Regions from separate parts of the Gossypium hirsutum genome. Here region 2 is linked to region 1. Evidence: chromatin contacts called from public Hi-C data. All regions are on one chromosome and are shown on one strand. The core of a region is the stretch at or near the end of the contact, and the rest is flanking DNA. Distances in the headings are between cores, read along the strand shown. Region 1 holds the start of LOC107941473 (precursor of CEP5). Region 2 has its middle 20 kb from the start of LOC121224520.

The links. Hi-C and Micro-C count contacts between places; a contact is called where the count stands out from the background.
Region 2: a contact with region 1 is called in a Hi-C map of leaf, with 3 times the contacts expected there. The contact joins the enhancer-like site here to the promoter of LOC107941473 in region 1. A contact is called at or near these places in 3 of 34 Hi-C or Micro-C datasets (all in leaf).

Annotation. Positions count from the first base shown.
Region 1 is chrD12:14,274,870-14,277,950 of Gossypium_hirsutum_v2.1, forward strand. It overlaps LOC107941473 (precursor of CEP5), which reads right to left and starts at 1,640. Exons shown (of 1, transcript XM_016875043.1): 1 at 1,335-1,640. The coding sequence starts at 1,640. The coding sequence ends at 1,335.
Region 2 is chrD12:14,630,756-14,634,148 of Gossypium_hirsutum_v2.1, forward strand. No RefSeq gene overlaps it. Among protein-coding and RNA genes, the nearest start is that of LOC121224520, 20 kb to the right of the region's middle. Within about 2 kb of position 2,011, at least 6 of the 9 cell types and tissues checked have an H3K27ac peak or open chromatin away from gene starts, as enhancers often do. A contact at or near this core is called in leaf, where this site is marked.

The DNA of each region.
Region 1 (3,081 bases), core at 390-2,889:
TCCTGATCGATCAAGTCAAATGAAGCAAATGACGAGCCCCAATTCGCCGTTCCTCAACCTCTCCACTTAAGAGTTGAATAAATTTGATAATTAAAAATCTCCCAAAAGGACCTTTTTCTTTTTTAATGGTTCCTGCAGCTAAGGAAGTCCTCAGCCTCTGCAACTGATTGGCATGCACAGAAGGAAGGCAGCTAAAGACTTTTCTTTCTTTCTTTTTTTACCTTTTTGGCTTTTGCAATGAACAAAAACATTTGATTCTGTGTTGTGCTAGGCTGTAAAATGCACGTGATCTTTTGATTCATTCCTATTCTTAACTGGTCCTGTTACTCCAATACTTAAATTTCCCAATTCTATAGTTTGTGTTGCACTGCCTCACATGGTTTGTGTCTCTTTGAGCTTACTCAATTCTTTTCACATATTTGAAGCATTATACGTTGTATATAAATACATATATGCTCTGAGGGTTTCTCCATTCTTTCAACTTCCTTTTCTTATAGACGATATCCGAAAGAAATGTCAATATTACAGTATTTAGTGAATATCAATCAAACCTCAAATCCGCCATTTGAACTTCAGATTTCATAAAACGGCATGCAACTTAGAGGAGTTTGACATCTTAAGTAGAATAAATAAACTTCTTACACTAAATTTGATATTAGTATTATTTTTACGCATTTGTTACGAACCCCATTCGTCCATCAAGAAGTTATGATGGGCCATCTTCAATTCTATAACCAAGTTGGTAATCTTGTTCATTACGGCTTTTTTTTTCCCTAGCATATGCCTCGGTTGCTTGGGCTCCTTTGGATACCGAAGCAATTCCAGTACGGTGTTTAAAAGATTTTTTTGGTGCAATCACACCATTCTTTCTGTTTGGATAATTTTACCCCAGTTTACTAGACGACCTGGATATTAGTGGGACTAAAATGTTTCACTGACGGAAAAATTATAGGTTTATTTACTTAAAAAATAAAAACAATTTTAGAATTTAATAAATCATTAATTATTTATTTTGAATAAATTATTTATTTTAATTTCAGTCAATTTAAATTATTTATTAGCTCTTCAAATATATTTTATACCACTTTAATGATTGAGCTATAGGCAAAGAAGGAACTATAAAATGTAAAAATCCACGAATTTCATTGGCTCACTGACTTCACTAAATATATGTTACAAACACTCAAACCTAAGGTACCTGAAACTGAAATTTAAACTAAGATAAGACAACACAAATAGAAACCGAACCACTTAAGCTGAAATCTTTTCTAGGATAGGAATCTGTGTGGCACTATAATACCATCTGTCTGTCTTCAAAGTAAGGATGTTTTGACCTAGTTTTGAATGGAATGGCCGATACCAGGACTGTGTCCAGGAGATGTGCGCCTGAAATCTTGGTCGTTTTTCGGCGGCGAGGCTCCAATTACCGCAGTTGGTGGTGAAGGTGGAGACTTGGTTTTGTTAACACCATAAATTTTGGGATCAACAATACTCCTACTTTCCTTTGCTAGGATTCTATTAAATGTTCTCACCTTCTGATTCTGCTCCAAAATCAAACGCGTTCCTAAAATTCCCTGAATTTCCAGGAAGAGAGCAAGCGAAAGGAGAACAAGAATAGAGAGAAGATTGTTTTGGGCCATATATAATATAGGTAAAGCCTAAAATGTGGAATTAAAACAAGTGAAGAAGAAGATACTTAGCAACTTTGCTTATAGACTTCTTCGTTCCCCATGGTGCTAGCTCTATTTATAGACGAAGATCGATCGAGAAAAGAGGTGTCAAAAGACTGATAAATATATATATATAAAAGGTGTAAATAAATTACATAATCTTTCTCCACATGCGGCCATAGAGCTTAGGTTATGGTCACTTAAACTCCAACAACAGTTTGCATGGGCCATGCAACTGTTCTTTATTCATTTATTCTCCTCCTCTTCTTAACCTAATGTGATTTCTACTATATATTATTCTCTTATAAGAGTTATGAGTTGTCTACTAATATCAATTAAAGACTTTCAGTCTATCAATATATCCTTTTGTACATGTGATCTATTTTATTGAATACATAGAGTAGTGTACTTAATTAACTTAGCCCCCACCTGCTCACCATTAAGAGTTTATAAAAACATATTTGTGTCAAGAATCTTTTAATATATTGTCTTGTTGTGTACCATGTACAATATATTCAGCTTTCCAACTCAAATTCCCGGCTGTTATAACCCCCCCCATTCTCTCTCTCGTTTCTTTGTAGCTTCTAAAAGTGAAGTGACTTGTAGGTTTTAGAAGCTATGAAAAGCATTTGCAATTGAAGCTGATTTTGCTTTCTGCAACTTCTTGCTGTTGGACCTAACAATTTAATGCTTACTATTTGTTATAATTTCCGAGGGAAAGACTAAACAGGGCTATATATTTTCTGTATACCCGACCTAAAAGAGGCTTAGATAATCAGCCTACACCCACAGTGAAATTGAACTAAAAGAGGCCTTTTAATTCCTTAGATTGGGCTGGAATGGGATGATCATGCATTCTTTTTTTCTTTACAATAACTTTGGAGGGAAATTTTTAAAATTCTTAAGTAATTTAGCAATAAGATATTATGAGATAGTAGTATTTGTGTTTTTTTAGGTAACATGCTTTTAAAAGAAATTAAGTTGTTGAAATTTCGAGAGATAGAAGTTAATTATAAAAGAAGAGCAATGGTTTTCGAAATAAAATAATACATATTAGTATAAAATATATATGCAATATAGGTGCATCAAATTTTCTACAAATTTATAAATATTATGAGTGAATATTTGGTACATTAACTGTGTATTTTTTATTTCATAAATAATCTTAAAAAATTAACATGTGTCTTCTTTTAAATACATTTATATTTTTAATAACTTATTATATCTATATAGGATACTTGTTAACTCTCGATCTGTTTGTGCAGTTTAAAAATTTCACTAACAGTGTACCAAATATTTTTTCAAATATTATTTTAATAATATAAGGTGATTATTTGATACACTTGTGAAGTCTAAAAAATTTCCACCGACGATGGGATAATTTTCCTATAAATTACATAATATATGTTAT
Region 2 (3,393 bases), core at 761-3,260, 360 kb after region 1:
ACAACTTGTACATTGCGAGATTACTTGTTTAATGATTTGTTTAAGAACAACATTTTAGATTTTTCAATTGAGACAATTCTTGCTAATGTTGGTGAGTTTTATTTATCAGGCTTCAAATGATTATTTGTATACTAGATTGTTAGTGCAGGTAACTATCGCAATGCATGTTGCTTATACATATAAAATTGTTTAGCAGAATTAATGTTTAAATGCCTCTAGTTAGTAGCTAAACCATTACTTTTGAAGACCAAACTTTTTGTATATGTATAAGGATATTATGTTTTACAAGAATTGACACTTGTACGCATCATGCCAATAAATTGTAACAAATACTCCCCATTACAATTGGTTTTTGGCCAAAAGCCAAATACAACCCATTTTAGAATTTATTATTGTGAGATATTTGTTTTAGTTGCTCCACCACATTGCACAAAATGAGTATACAAAGAAAGTTGGAAATATTTATTAATTATGAGTTGTGTTGTATGATTCTATGCTTTAAATGAATTGGAGATTCAATTATGACACGATTTGTGATTACTATTTAATTTGATAGCTTTCCTAACATTAGGGGTGAGAGAAATAAAATTTAGATGAAATAGATTATTGGAATAAATTATCATTATCTAGATCCTCCTAGAAAGAAATTTTAATCAGAAGTTCAAAAGAATAATTCACTTTAGTGCAAGTTAACAGCCAAATATATTATCTGATCTAATTAAAAATAACCAAGTTTTATGTACCATATGATGTTTTTAAGTCCTAGTAGTACTACCATGGTAGAAAAAAATGAAAGTATTACATGCCTAATGTATTGTAGATTGATTGGTTCCAAAGATAAAATTATTGTACAATAAAATAATAAATATAGACTGTCTTTTTTTTGAAACAAAAACTACCACAAGGGTCAACTAAGACTAATTAAGAAACATCACAAAATACAGCATTGTGGATTTCGGGCAGATAATCCAATTCAAACAAACTATTTTTGGCCTCACTATACATTTTTTTACAAAGTAAATGGGCCACCTTATTACAAGACCGTTCGGTCCAAATTAAATTGGCAGAATTAAAAAATTCAAAGGCAACAGCACAATCCTTAATTCGTGCGCCAATTATTGTGACGTCATTGACTAAATTGTTTAGTCTGTTGACCAACCCCACATGGTCGGTCTCAAAAGGAACGTGTTCTTTTAACTGTAGTCTGCGCGCCACTTTAATGCTCTCTTCAAAGGCCACGCACTCGACTTCTTCCACAGAAATCCCACCCTCTTTGAAATCCCCACCGGCACCTAGAACAAAACCTTCTTCATCTCTGACGACCATCCCGTACCCGATTCTATTTTCGCCAACAGTAGCGTTAAAATTTATTTTAATAAATCCCTTTGGAGGTTTATTCCACTTTTTCTCCACGACATTCTGTGGTAGTAGTGGCTCGTTTATCATATTGCATATTCGAAACTCCTTGCTGAAGTTGCTAGCTCTTTCCCATATTTGCTTGGCCTCTTCTTCTTTTCCCCTGAAGATAAAGTTGTTCCTGTTATTCCAGCAGTTCCATAGGGTTGTTATCAAGTTAGCCATAGCTCTCTTGTCAAGGACCCACATCAAGTCTTCCAACCAATCAATGCAGTGATCGTAATTCTTAGAAATAAAGCTCCTGGACCACCCTCCGATCGACAAGACTGCTTTCGAGGTTGGGCAGTCTTTTAATGCATGCAACACAGTTTCGGTCTCTGCTCCACATCGAGGATATCCCTTGTCAAGACACTGTCTGATAGAGGCGATCTTACTATTCGTGGGGAGGATTTCATGCCCCACCCTCCACGCAAAAACCTGGATCTTCGGTAGAGTATCAAGCTTCCATAATACTTTCCAAAGGAACCTGTGAGGGCCGTATCCCATTTCTTTCAGTAACAGCCATGAATAGGCAGATTTTGAAGTATAAAACCCGTGAGGGTTATGAAACCATATCATTCTATCTTCCTGACCCTCCCCTCCAATGGGAATATTGCAAATCTTGTCCCCCCAGTCTTGTCCATACACGTGCCTGACTTTATTAACCTTCCAACACCTCCGATCCATATGCCAAAGATTTTTCACACTCTTTTCATCTCTTTTTAGAGTGTTGCTTATAATAATGTCCCCATTGAGCCCTTCCATTCCCCAATTATCCTCCCAAATATTTATCCTCTCGCCGTTTCCAATCTGCCATCCAAAGCCATCTTTAAGCGCTTCCGCTGTTGTCGCAATACTTGTCCAAGTGAATGACGCTTTGTCCACCTTTTTAAATTAAAAATGTTTCATCAGGAAAATATTTTGAATACAAGACATTGAAGCAGAGAGTGTTTGTATTGTTTATTAGTCTCCACACTTGACGCCCTAAGAGAGCCAGGTTGAAGAGTCGCACATTTCTAATTCCAAGACCTCCCATAGCCTTCGGCTTACACAGCATTTTCCATGGGATCATTGTCTAGAATCTCCCTTTATCTTTTCCCGTCCACCATGTTCTGCTAAGCTTAGCCTGAATGTCATCGATGATGCTTTTGGGGGTCAAAAAAATTGACAGAGCGTACGTAGGGATGGATTGGAGAACCGCTTTAATGAAGATTTCTTTTCCCCCAAACGAGAGCAATCTCTTTGTCCAGTTGTTAACCCTGCAAGACAATCTATTAGTAATCTCTTGGAAAGCCACTGTTTTTTTCTTACCAATCGGGATAGGAAGGCCAAGGTAGTTGTTTAAGTTTTCCACCACCGTCATGCCTAGGAGGCCACTAAGGATTGTTCTCTGGTCACGTGAGGTGTTAAGACTGAAAAGGACCATTGACTTTTCAAAATTAATCTCTTGCCCTGAAATATTAACGAAAGTGTTAAGCATGTTAACAAGGTTCTCCACATCACTCTTTTTATTTCTCACAAATAATAGTGCATCATCAGCAAAAAACAAATGATTTATTCTAGGGCTGTCTCTGCTAGCCCTAATGCCTCTTAAAACGTTGTTCTCCTCAGCATGGATAAGCATTCTAGAGAGAGCTTCCATACAAAATAAGAACAAATAAGGAGAGAGAGGATCCCCTTGTACTAAACTAATTATTAAAATTCTAGGAGAGAATTAGGTACCTGAAGACAAAAAATAATGAAAATAAAGAAATCTCAACAAGTTGGTTCAATATGAGAAAATGTGGAACTTAAAATGAAAAGTTGTTGACAATGATTTTGTAATGTTGAAATAATGACAGAAAGTAAAGATCTTGAATAAATTTGTCTAGAAATAAGATATTGATTATATTGACCAAAATAGAAAGACACAATTCTAGTAGAATTAAATTCGTGAAGTTTCCGGACCAGTAGTCCAAACATCTAAAGGTATAATTATAATGAGGACACAAATGAAGT